Regions from separate parts of the Capra hircus genome. Here region 2 is linked to region 1. The links are chromatin contacts, called in public Hi-C maps. All regions are on one chromosome and are shown on one strand. Each heading gives the region's core, a stretch centred on a gene start, on an enhancer-like site or on the middle of the called end of the contact. The rest is flanking DNA. Distances are from core to core; before and after follow the strand shown. Region 1 has its middle 13 kb from the start of NIFK. Region 2 overlaps CLASP1 (CLIP-associating protein 1).

Region 1 (4,637 bases), core at 1,360-3,859:
AGGAATACTGGTAGTTGGGATGGGCTGTTGAAGCTGAAGCTCCAGTACATTGGTCACCTGATGCCAAGAGTCGACTCATTGGAAAAGATCCTGATGCTGGGAAAGATTGAGGGCAGGAGAAGGGGGCGACAGAGGATGAGGTGGTTGGATGGCATCACCAACTCTATGGACATGAGTTTGAGCAAGCTCTGGGAGATGGTGAAGGACAGGGAAGCCTGGAGTGCTACAGTCCATGCGGTTGCAAAGAAATGACTTAGCAACTAAACAGCAACGAACAGACAACGAAGAGGAAACAAACAAGGCTTCTTTTTTCCAGAAACTGGGCAGCTTCCTGGGGAGGCAGCACCCCAAGAGGACGAGGGAGGAGCACTTCTCCAGCTGAGGGATATGGCTGGTGGGGTGGAGCCCAGCGAGCAATTGAACAGGATGGGACAGATTGATGTTTCACTCGGAACAGTTCGAACTTTTGTACCTTTTGCATGTAGTACCTATTCAGGCAATAACTTAAATTGAAAAAAATAAAACGAAAAAGTCACCAGAAAACCTTAAATAATGAGCTAGGTGAGTAACATGCCTTTATATGGCTGATTCTACATTAACATTAAATCAGATAACTGAGAAGGCAATGGCAACCCACTCCAGTGTTCTTGCCTGGAGAATCCCAGGGACGGGGAGCCTGGTGGGCTGCCGTCTATGGGGTCGCACAGAGTCGGACATGGCTGAAGTGACTTAGCAGTAGCTAGCAGTAGCAGTAGCTATGTATAAATATGCAAGGTAGGAAACACTTCTACAATTTGCATTTACTAAACAACTTGCTTGCATTTTTTAATGTACCAGACATGCATTGGTAGTCTTTTTGTAAAGCTAATTAGAAAAAAGCCACAATATTTATCATCTAGCTAAGTGTTAAAGCAGAAATAGAAGAAAAATTGACACCTTCCTTCAGAAGAAAAAAATCATCAGTGGTGATCCTGTATCCCTGCCAAAAACCATCTGAATAGTTTCTCTCTTGGACAGACAATTCAGATTGTTCCCTTGGTTTCTCGTGCAAAAGCTGTGCTTCTTCTCTTGAGCCAAGGCCACAGCTCTTCCCTCTGGTGCTCAAGTCATAGGAGAACCTGTGAATGGAGCCACCAGAGACCAGCAGCGTCGCTCAGGACACATCTGCTGCGGCAACTATGTTTGGCAAGTATCGAATGTCTGAACTTCTTTTCCTGGGCAGCGTAGGGTTGACAGCGCTTATTCATAATGGGAAATTCTAAACTTGGCCACTGATGAGCACAAAAATGTAACTTCCATAACACAGAACACATTTCCTTCTGTCAGCATACACACAGAGGCAGACCAGGCCACCCAGATACTTGGTGAGCAATTTGTTTCTAAAACTGATTGCTTCCTGAGTCAGGAGAAATTTGTAGATAAGCATGTGAAATATTCTCTGGATCAATGGAGCAGTAACTGAAACCCTGACTTCCCAAACAATTATGTTTTGTTTCTGTTTTTGTTCCTAAGAGGAAAATGGCCAGAAATATAACACCTAGATAGAACTTGAAAATAATTTCAACATGTTGAGATTCACTAATTGAAATAGAAAAATGTCCCAGGGAATTTCCTGGTGGTCCAGTGGTTAAGACTCTGAGCTTTCACTGCCAAGGGCCTGTAAAACAGGGTTCAATTCCTGTTTGAAAAATTAAGACCCTGTAAGCTGCATGGTGCGAAAAAAAGAAAAAAAAAGCCCCAATCTGATTATTTTGTGCTTTTAATTTGGGCCTCATGAATAAAAAACCTAAATGAGCACAGAGTGTGGACAATAGGAAGTACTCTGAATAGAATGGGCTAAAGATTGTGTTTACAGTGATGATAACAGTAAAGCTAAGTTCTCTTATATGAACTTTTCTTTTTAAATACAGCCACCAAATTCTAATACACACTGGGGAACACCAAATCATAAAACCATTTTCCCAGATTTATTGTCCAATAACCCTAAGCTATGCTTATTCATAACTATATGCAATTTCATAAGCTAGAAACTATCATGGTTCATTTCATCAGTATGTTGTATTACTGGTTATCTGACATCCTTTTGCAAGTATGTTTTTAACAATAACCAATTACCCAAAGAATGTTACTAAGCACCCAGTTGCTTAAGAGTCATTTCATAGTGGCAGTTTCTATCTTTAGTTGTCTAGAAATTGGTGCTGTGTGGGGGGAGGGGTGTAAAAAGATGCTTCTCAGGGAGGTCATTTCTTTTAAATTGAAATGTAGTTGATTTACAATGTTGTGTTAATTCCATCCATACAACAGTGACTCAGTTATACATATGTATTTTTAACATTAATTTCCATTAAGGTTTATCAGGATATTGAATACAGTTTCCAGTACTATTCAGTAGGACCTTGTTGTTAACCCATTCTATAGTTTTTAGAATAATAGTTTTTCTCAGGGAAGTCTTGTTTAAAAAATAATTAGGGTATAAACCCCTTTAATAATTCTGTATTTTGCTAGCCCCTTAAATGGAGAGGATTGTAGATCTAAAGTGCCTGGGATCTACTGCCATCTAGTGTTAGGCTGCTGACAGCTACTTCAAAACTGAGCTCCGAAGAATGGAACTTCTCGGCTCCTCCCACGCCTGCCCCAGTGCCCCACTTCTGCCTCCGTTCCAGAGTCACCAGCTCATGTCAGCACAAGGCTTTTGCGTCTTTCCTTTTTTCCACTGTCACTAACAATCTAGCTTTCATGCCGATCTTGTTGGAAGGACGTCAAAAGTCAACTGAATTGGCTCACCATATGCTATTTCTGGGCAAGTTCTTTAAGCTCTCTGGGCTTCAGTCTCCTCATCATTCAGACAGGAACAGAAGTGTCTAACTTCATAGGTTGTCCTGATTAAATGAGCTAATACACATGCAAGGATTTAATAAATGTTCATTATCATCACACATCTACCATGCATGAGTCCTTAATGGAAATACAAGTATTGAAAATAGTCTGAGGAATTCCCTGGAGGTCCAGTTAAGTTAGGACTCAGCACTTTCACTGCAGCAGCCGAGTCCAACCCCTGGTCGGGGAAATAAGATGCCACAGAGCTGAAAAGAGGAAACAGCTTGTATTACTTTTAATTTTATTATCAGAAGGCAGAAATTTGGTTCCATAAGACAATTCAGGCTGCTTGTTTTTCAGAGGTCCATTCTGGATAAAAAGTCCTTTGCAAATATTTGCACCCAGGCTATAGCTTCTCCTCTTAAAAAAAACTGAAGTTATAAAGTTAGTTTCAGGTGTACAGCAAAGTGATTCAGTTTATATGTGTATTTATTTTCAGATTATTTTCCATTATGGGTTATTACAAGATATTGAGTCCAGCTTCCTGTGCTATACAACAGGTTCTTGTTATCTGTTTCATATACAGTAGTGTGTATGTTAATCCCAAACTCCTAAATTCTCTATCCTCACCCTTAACTATGTTTTTTTTAGCTGCATGGGCAGCTTGCAGGATCCCTACCAGGGAACTTCCTGAAACTCACTTCTCAATTTTTTTCAACTATTTAAAAATGTAAAACAAAACTCTGCAGTGGGTTGGATTGGGCAGCAGGATAACTGGTCGCTTTGAGGGCCACAGGCTGACCCATGATGTAGTTAGGTTTGGGCCTTGTGATTTTTTCTGCCTATCAGTTCAGTTCAGTTCAGTTGCTCAGCCGTGTCCGACTCTTTGCGACCCCATGAATCGCAGCACGCCAGGCCTCCCTGTCCATCACCAACTCCCGGAGTTCACTCAGACTCACATCCATTGAGTCAGTGATGCCATCCAGCCATCTCATCCTCTGTCGTCCCCTTCTCCTCCTGCCTCCAATCCCTCCCAGCATGAGTCTTTTCCAATGAATGAACTCTTCTCAAGAGGTGGCCAAAGTACTGGCGTTCCAGCCTCAGCATCAGTCCTTCCAATAACACCCAGGACTGGTCTTCTTTAGGATGGACTGGTTGGATCTCCTTGCAGTCCAAGGGACTCGCAAGAGTCTTCTCCAGCACCACAGTTCAAAAGCATCAAATTACTTGTATACACTCATCACACTTGTGGGCTGAGAGCAGCCACGGGCATCACTGCACAGGGGACAGAAGCCCTGCTGTGCCTACCTGTGTCAGTCTTTGAACAGCTTTTGCCGTATTGCAGTGAGAGACTCATGATCCATCAGCCACGGTTATAACTTCCAGATTCTTGATTTTCTCCCTACAAAATCTGAGGATCAACCCCACACTACTTTGACAAATGCTCCTAATATGGTCCCCAGGAAAATGTTAACTTCAACTCTCTGCCATGATATATGCTAAAAATCACTCTCCCCATTCAGCTCCAGGGTACATCAAAAAACTCCTCACACATCAAGTGATGATGATCAGTACCATGCTGGAAGAGGAGTGTCTGGGCAGTAGGTCAGGAAACGGAAATAATAAAAATGTCAGGCTGCATTGATAAGCTTATCTGGTGCTTTCCCAGAAACGGAAACCAGATGGATTTCTACATCCACAAATTCAGACATGGTTCAAAGAGGTAGGCAGTTCTGTTACTCATTCAATTTAATTAAACAAAATGAACATAGTCTGTATAGGGACTAATCTAGAGCTAAGATGTTCTTGGTATGGTTTTG
Region 2 (5,354 bases), core at 1,020-3,519, 140 kb before region 1:
ACCCTCTGTAAATATCCTACGGGGGGAAAGTGGGGCCAGATGAAACACCATAAATTTTTTTTCTCTGAAACCCATGCACACTTTGCAGGAACACCCCAGTCTCACCTGGGGATTAGCAGCCTGATCCATGATCTTCAGCAGCAGGGCCTGGTCTTGCTCCCTCACAGAGTCTTTAGCATCTCCCAGTCTGTCTATTAAACTCGGCAGCACTAGAAATTAAAATGTAACTTGATCAAATGAAAACCTACTCTGGTGGCCCGAAGTCACCAACTGCGGGTATTTCAATTAACAAGATATCTCAAAATCCTGACCTAAATGATGCACATCGCTCTATGATGCACATCAAGCACCAACCCCTATAAATCTCCTCCTGCTCAAATTCACGGGAGCTACTATGAGAATTTGCTAAAATCTTTGCATGGGCACACTATCTGTCTTCTTCCTTATGCCACCTTCCTCTGGGAAGTTCCCAATGTGTTTTTAAGCTGCTAGAATGTTATTAAAATGGATGTCGATGAAAGACCTAGGCAGGAAAGAGTCAACACAAAAGGAAATCCAGATAAGAGAGAGAGGCCCCAGTGCATCTGCTCGGGGGTGGAAGAACAGACACTTAAGGCTGGGTCTGCTTTTCATTTTACATAACATCTCTGCATGCTCATCAGACAGAATGCAGCTCTCTGCCTGCCCTTCCTCCCCACAGCTTGGGTGGGCTATCGCTGCTGTTCCAAGGGCACTTGGATGTCAGAGGTCAACTCACTTTGCTTCTTCTAAAAGTCTATTAGAAATTTCTTTTACAGAAAATAATCCTGAACAATTCATCTAATTTGGTATTATGTAATCAAATTAATGAAAGAAAGAGGGATTTTTATTTGCAGATACACAGTTTATGGCAGAGTGGGAAGAGCTCATGGCTTTATCTAAACATGCACATTGACCAGAAAGTTAACAGAAATGCACAAATATATGTGTACCTGTTGTAACGAGAAATGCTAAAAGGAAAGGGTTAGGGCTTGTTTTGTTATTATGAATGCCCAGAGGTTGGGAATAAAATCGTCTCTTAACCTTTGAAACCTGATGTTATTTTTATTTAATTATTCTGACACTATTTTCCCTTCAAAATAAAAGTGATCATTTACCACACTTGAAATGACACTGACAACCAAAGTGAAAACGGTCATAGTAACAATAAACTGTTTAAAAATACAGCTGCGTCGGATCTGTAAGACTCTGAAAGAGAAAAGGCAATGCCTCTCCAAGACAAGGGTCAGAGGCAAACAGGGTTTGGTTGGCACCACAGCATGATGGCTAATTGGCATAAAAAATAAAAGTAATAGCTAGTACTAGAACAGGAAGATAGAAAAAGACAGCAGAAAGGTATGGAAAGGGGGCCAGGAGGATGCCAGCAGGAGCGCGGAGGTGGCAGATCCAGGTGTGCCCACGAGGGGAGCAAGGGCAGCGGTGCAGCATCTACACATGCAGGAGAAGGTAGGGGCGAGCCGGGGAGAGGGGGGCTAGAAAGAAAAGGTGGGGGGCTGAACGAGGGCTGGCTATGGGGTGGGTACAGCCAAGTGCAGGGTTTGGGGAGACACAGTGAAGGCCGAGATGGGAGGAGGAGAGAGCTCACCTGTACCGATCTGCGCCTTGAACCGATCCTGCAGCCGGGTGACCAGCGCGGACAGGATGTCCATGCCCAGGAGAACCACCTGCAACGATAAACAGCAGGCTCTCGTCAGCGGCCCATGCGGGGCTTGGCGCCCTCGCCCGCCTGCTGCAGGCACGCCCCCGCATCTCTGGCTCAGACACAGCCTGGGAGCCCAAGCGAGCGCCGACCCGAGGGTGAACGTGGGTATCAGGAAGAGGGCCGCTATTGTCCGAAAGGGCGGTTTACAGAGCTAACACGAGAGTCTTCGGCGAGACGCTACTCAAACACAGACGCCGTGAACCGGCTCCGAGCGCCAGCCCAGGAGGGCGGGAGCTCCCGCCAAGGCCCCGCCCCGTAAGGGCGCGCGTATGCAAATCAGCTCGCGGCCGGCGCGTGGCCTTCTGGGTACCACTGAACTGCCTCTTTGCGACCTTCCGAGCCTCCGAAAACGAAGTTTTGGTGGCGAGCTTCGGAAGCCGTGATCAGCGGAGGTTCACCGGCTGCCGGGCGGCTGCGGCGGCACTGGTGAATTAGTCGCCACAAGCCTACTCAGTGTTGGCGCCTGCTACTCGCGCCTCGCTCGAAGGCTGCTCCAACCATCCTTTTCTTGGGGTTGCGCTACTGTCCGATGAGCGTTTAGTGAGGACAGTACTGCTAACGCCTATGCAACACGCCCGCACCGGCTAAAGCTCAGCTTTATCACGGTGCAATTTTTGGAAAAAAGAAAAATCTCTTTTTCCACGATTTGTTTGTTACAAAAACAGCTTCTTAAAGTATAAATAAGCCAATGCTATGCTGGTTAAAAACAACTAGGTGGCGCTTCAAGCTGACAGAACAGAGTTCTGAGTTTTCACAACCCACACGCTTTCCCAAGAAAAACTACATTAAGCCCCTACCGTCCGTTTCTTTGTCTCCTTCTGGCGCCGGGATTGGGGAAAGAAGAGCCTCCAGTACTCTTCACCTTGAGAATCCCGTGAACAAAAGAGCCTAGCAGACTACATACAGTCTGTGGAATTACAAAGAGTCGGACACCACTGAGCAAAAGTAACACCTGCGCCGGGCACCTGCTCGCACCTAATTGTGAAAGAACACAGGTACCCTACTGTGACTTCTGGTGCCTCTGACGGTAAAGCGTCTGCCTACCGTGCGGGAGACACTGGTTCGATCCCTGGGTCAGGAAGATCCTCTGGCGTGGCACCCCCGTCCAGTACTCTTGCCCGGAAAATCCCGTGGACGGAGGAGCCTGGTAGGCTACAGAACATGGGGTCGCAAAGAGTCGGACACGACTGAGCGACTTCACTTTCACTTTCACTTGTGTTCTCTTTTACAATTACACAGATAACGTGATTCTTAACAGCCCCCTCCACACTCGCCCTTGCCACCTCGCTCTATCATTAAAACGAGAGATCTGTGTGTGTGTAGTCGCTCAGTAGGAAGCACTTTTGCATTGTGCAACTTTATTAAACATAGTTCAGAAATGATCTGGGGCACGATCTGGTGTTTATGCAGAACCAACGAACAAAACTGCGGTAATTCTAATTATCCTGAAGATACGCCGGATAATGAATGATATACTGAGTCCTTGCATCTGCCTGCCCTTCCAAGGTTTTGCGACCAGAAAAAGTAAAAACAGCAGGCTTTGCTATTCAGCTTTAAAGTCACTGGTTCAAAACAAAGGAATCAAAATTTGCCCAATAATAACCACAATACATATACTGTCCTTGTAAGGGATTGGTGACTTGAAGATATTAAAAGGGCATAATTTTTAAATTTTTGTATAAAGAGAGCATTGTTTTGTGACAGGTTTTTTTTAAAGCCTAAAACAGTAAAAAAAAAAAAAAACCACTTTAATGACTTCATTTATGAGCTACAGAAGATGAGGAATCACACATTCATTTCCTTCCAAAGCCCTAAAGAGTAGGGGGAGTAGCTAAAGAGTAGGGGGAGTAAAGGTACAATGGGAAAAGCTTGACAAAGGATATTGGTACCTCAGCCAGATCATCAAGGTCAACATCAACAGCCATAAATCAGGTTGGAGGTGTGTATGCTTGGTATGTGATAAACCGGGGCTTTAGGTCTGTGATCCTTAGCCTGAAGACCCACAAGCCCAGTCTAATAACAATATCAGATTCCCATAGAAGGACAGCCTACAAAATATCTTACCAATACATCTCAAAACCATCAAAGTCAGCAAAAAGAAGGAAAGTCAAATTTCCTTCTTCCTTGTCACTGCCAAGAGAAGCTAGGAGACAGTTAAATAGAGTGTGAGCTTCCTAGGTCATGCCTGCCAATGCAAGAGATGCAGGTTAGATCTCTGGGTTGAGAAGATTCCCTGGAGGAGGAAATGGCAACCCACTTCAGTCTTCTTGCCCGGTAAATCCCATGGTGGGCTACAGTCCAGGAGGTCACAAAAGAGTTGTACATGACTTAGCAACTAAAACAACAATCCTAGATGGAAGCCTAGAATAGATAAAGGACATTAGATAAAATTTTAAAAGACCCGAATAAACTATGGACTTCAGTTAATCACAACCTATCAATATTGCTTTATTAATCTCAACAAATACACCATACTAGTGTTAGACAATGATATATGATGGGGAGGCTCAATGTGGGATAGATACATTGGGGACTCTACTACCTTTGCAATTTTTCTGTAAATCCAAAACTGTCCTAAAAATTTAAGTTTATCTTTCAAAAAAAGAGCAAACTCTCAATTATTAGGAACTGGGTTTTCCCTGATGAAATCCTAAGCATGTGTCTGGTGTACCACTGGTTGGAGGGGGGGGTGCTATTCATTACAGAAATATTAATAACGGGCTTCAGTTCTCACCACATCCCTTCAGAATTCCCACAAGACTGTGATGTAAGAGGGCTATGGTCTTTTCAAATATGATAGCCCATGTCAGTTCACCCACTTGTGGAACTGGGAAAACAAACTTTAAACTTTTCCAGGATGGAGGTTTACTGCCAGGTCTGACCAGAGCAGGCCTGACTAAATCCTAGGCAGCAACGTTCCCCAAAATCCCCACCCAAACAGACTGGGGGCGTCCAGAGACTGCTCCGGAAGACAAGGCTGATGGATGCAGCAAGCCCCAGGGAACTGGGATGGAGAGGGCAGAGCACAGTCCCAGGCACAAATCCCCCCACACACACTTGTCTACTTCACCCTTAGTCACGGCCCCAGTGGGGGCAGGAAAGGAGAGGCAACCCACAAATGTTTATCTTCACAGTTCAGGCCCTTCTACATTCCTATTTCCCTGCTGAAGAAAGGGAGAAATGAATAAAGTCATTGCCCAGAAGACAACTCTAATTAGGAGCTGTGAAGCCTCTCTGTGCCTCAGTTTTCTGATCTGTTAAATGGGGACACAGTAATAGCTACAGCGAAGGTCACTGTGTGTACATAAAGTGCTTGAAATAGTGCTTGGTGCATGCAAAGGGCCAGATGACCCACATGATAGCTGTTAGCCCCAAATCATGGTCACTGCCAGTGCAGGGGCCAAAGTACTGATTCAGATCAGTGGAGGCCACGCCTAGGATTCCTGGGGAGAGGCCCTGGGCTGGCAGGGGAGATTTTCAGGAGGGGCTGCACTGCACAAGGCCAATAAGCTGTCAAGAACTGGCCTCACACCAAAGGAAGAGAAAACCTCCCAGCAGAGAGAAGAGTGAGGTGCGAAGGTAGGAAGAGTGGAACAGCTGGAGCCTGAGGACT

What was found. Hi-C and Micro-C count contacts between places; a contact is called where the count stands out from the background.
Region 2: a contact with region 1 is called in a Hi-C map of blood, with 2.7 times the contacts expected there. The contact joins two enhancer-like sites. A contact is called at or near these places in 2 of 5 Hi-C or Micro-C datasets (both in blood).

What each region holds. Positions count from the first base shown.
Region 1 is chr2:62,731,558-62,736,194 of ARS1.2, reverse strand. No RefSeq gene overlaps it. Among named protein-coding and RNA genes, the nearest start is that of NIFK, 13 kb to the right of the region's middle. Within about 2 kb of position 2,609, at least 1 of the 5 cell types and tissues checked has an H3K27ac peak or open chromatin away from gene starts, as enhancers often do.
Region 2 is chr2:62,868,941-62,874,294 of ARS1.2, reverse strand. It overlaps CLASP1 (CLIP-associating protein 1), which reads right to left. Exons shown (of 41, transcript XM_018061634.1): 3 at 1,625-1,703; 4 at 106-209. Among named protein-coding and RNA genes, the nearest start is that of CLASP1, 97 kb to the right of the region's middle. Within about 2 kb of position 2,269, at least 5 of the 5 cell types and tissues checked have an H3K27ac peak or open chromatin away from gene starts, as enhancers often do.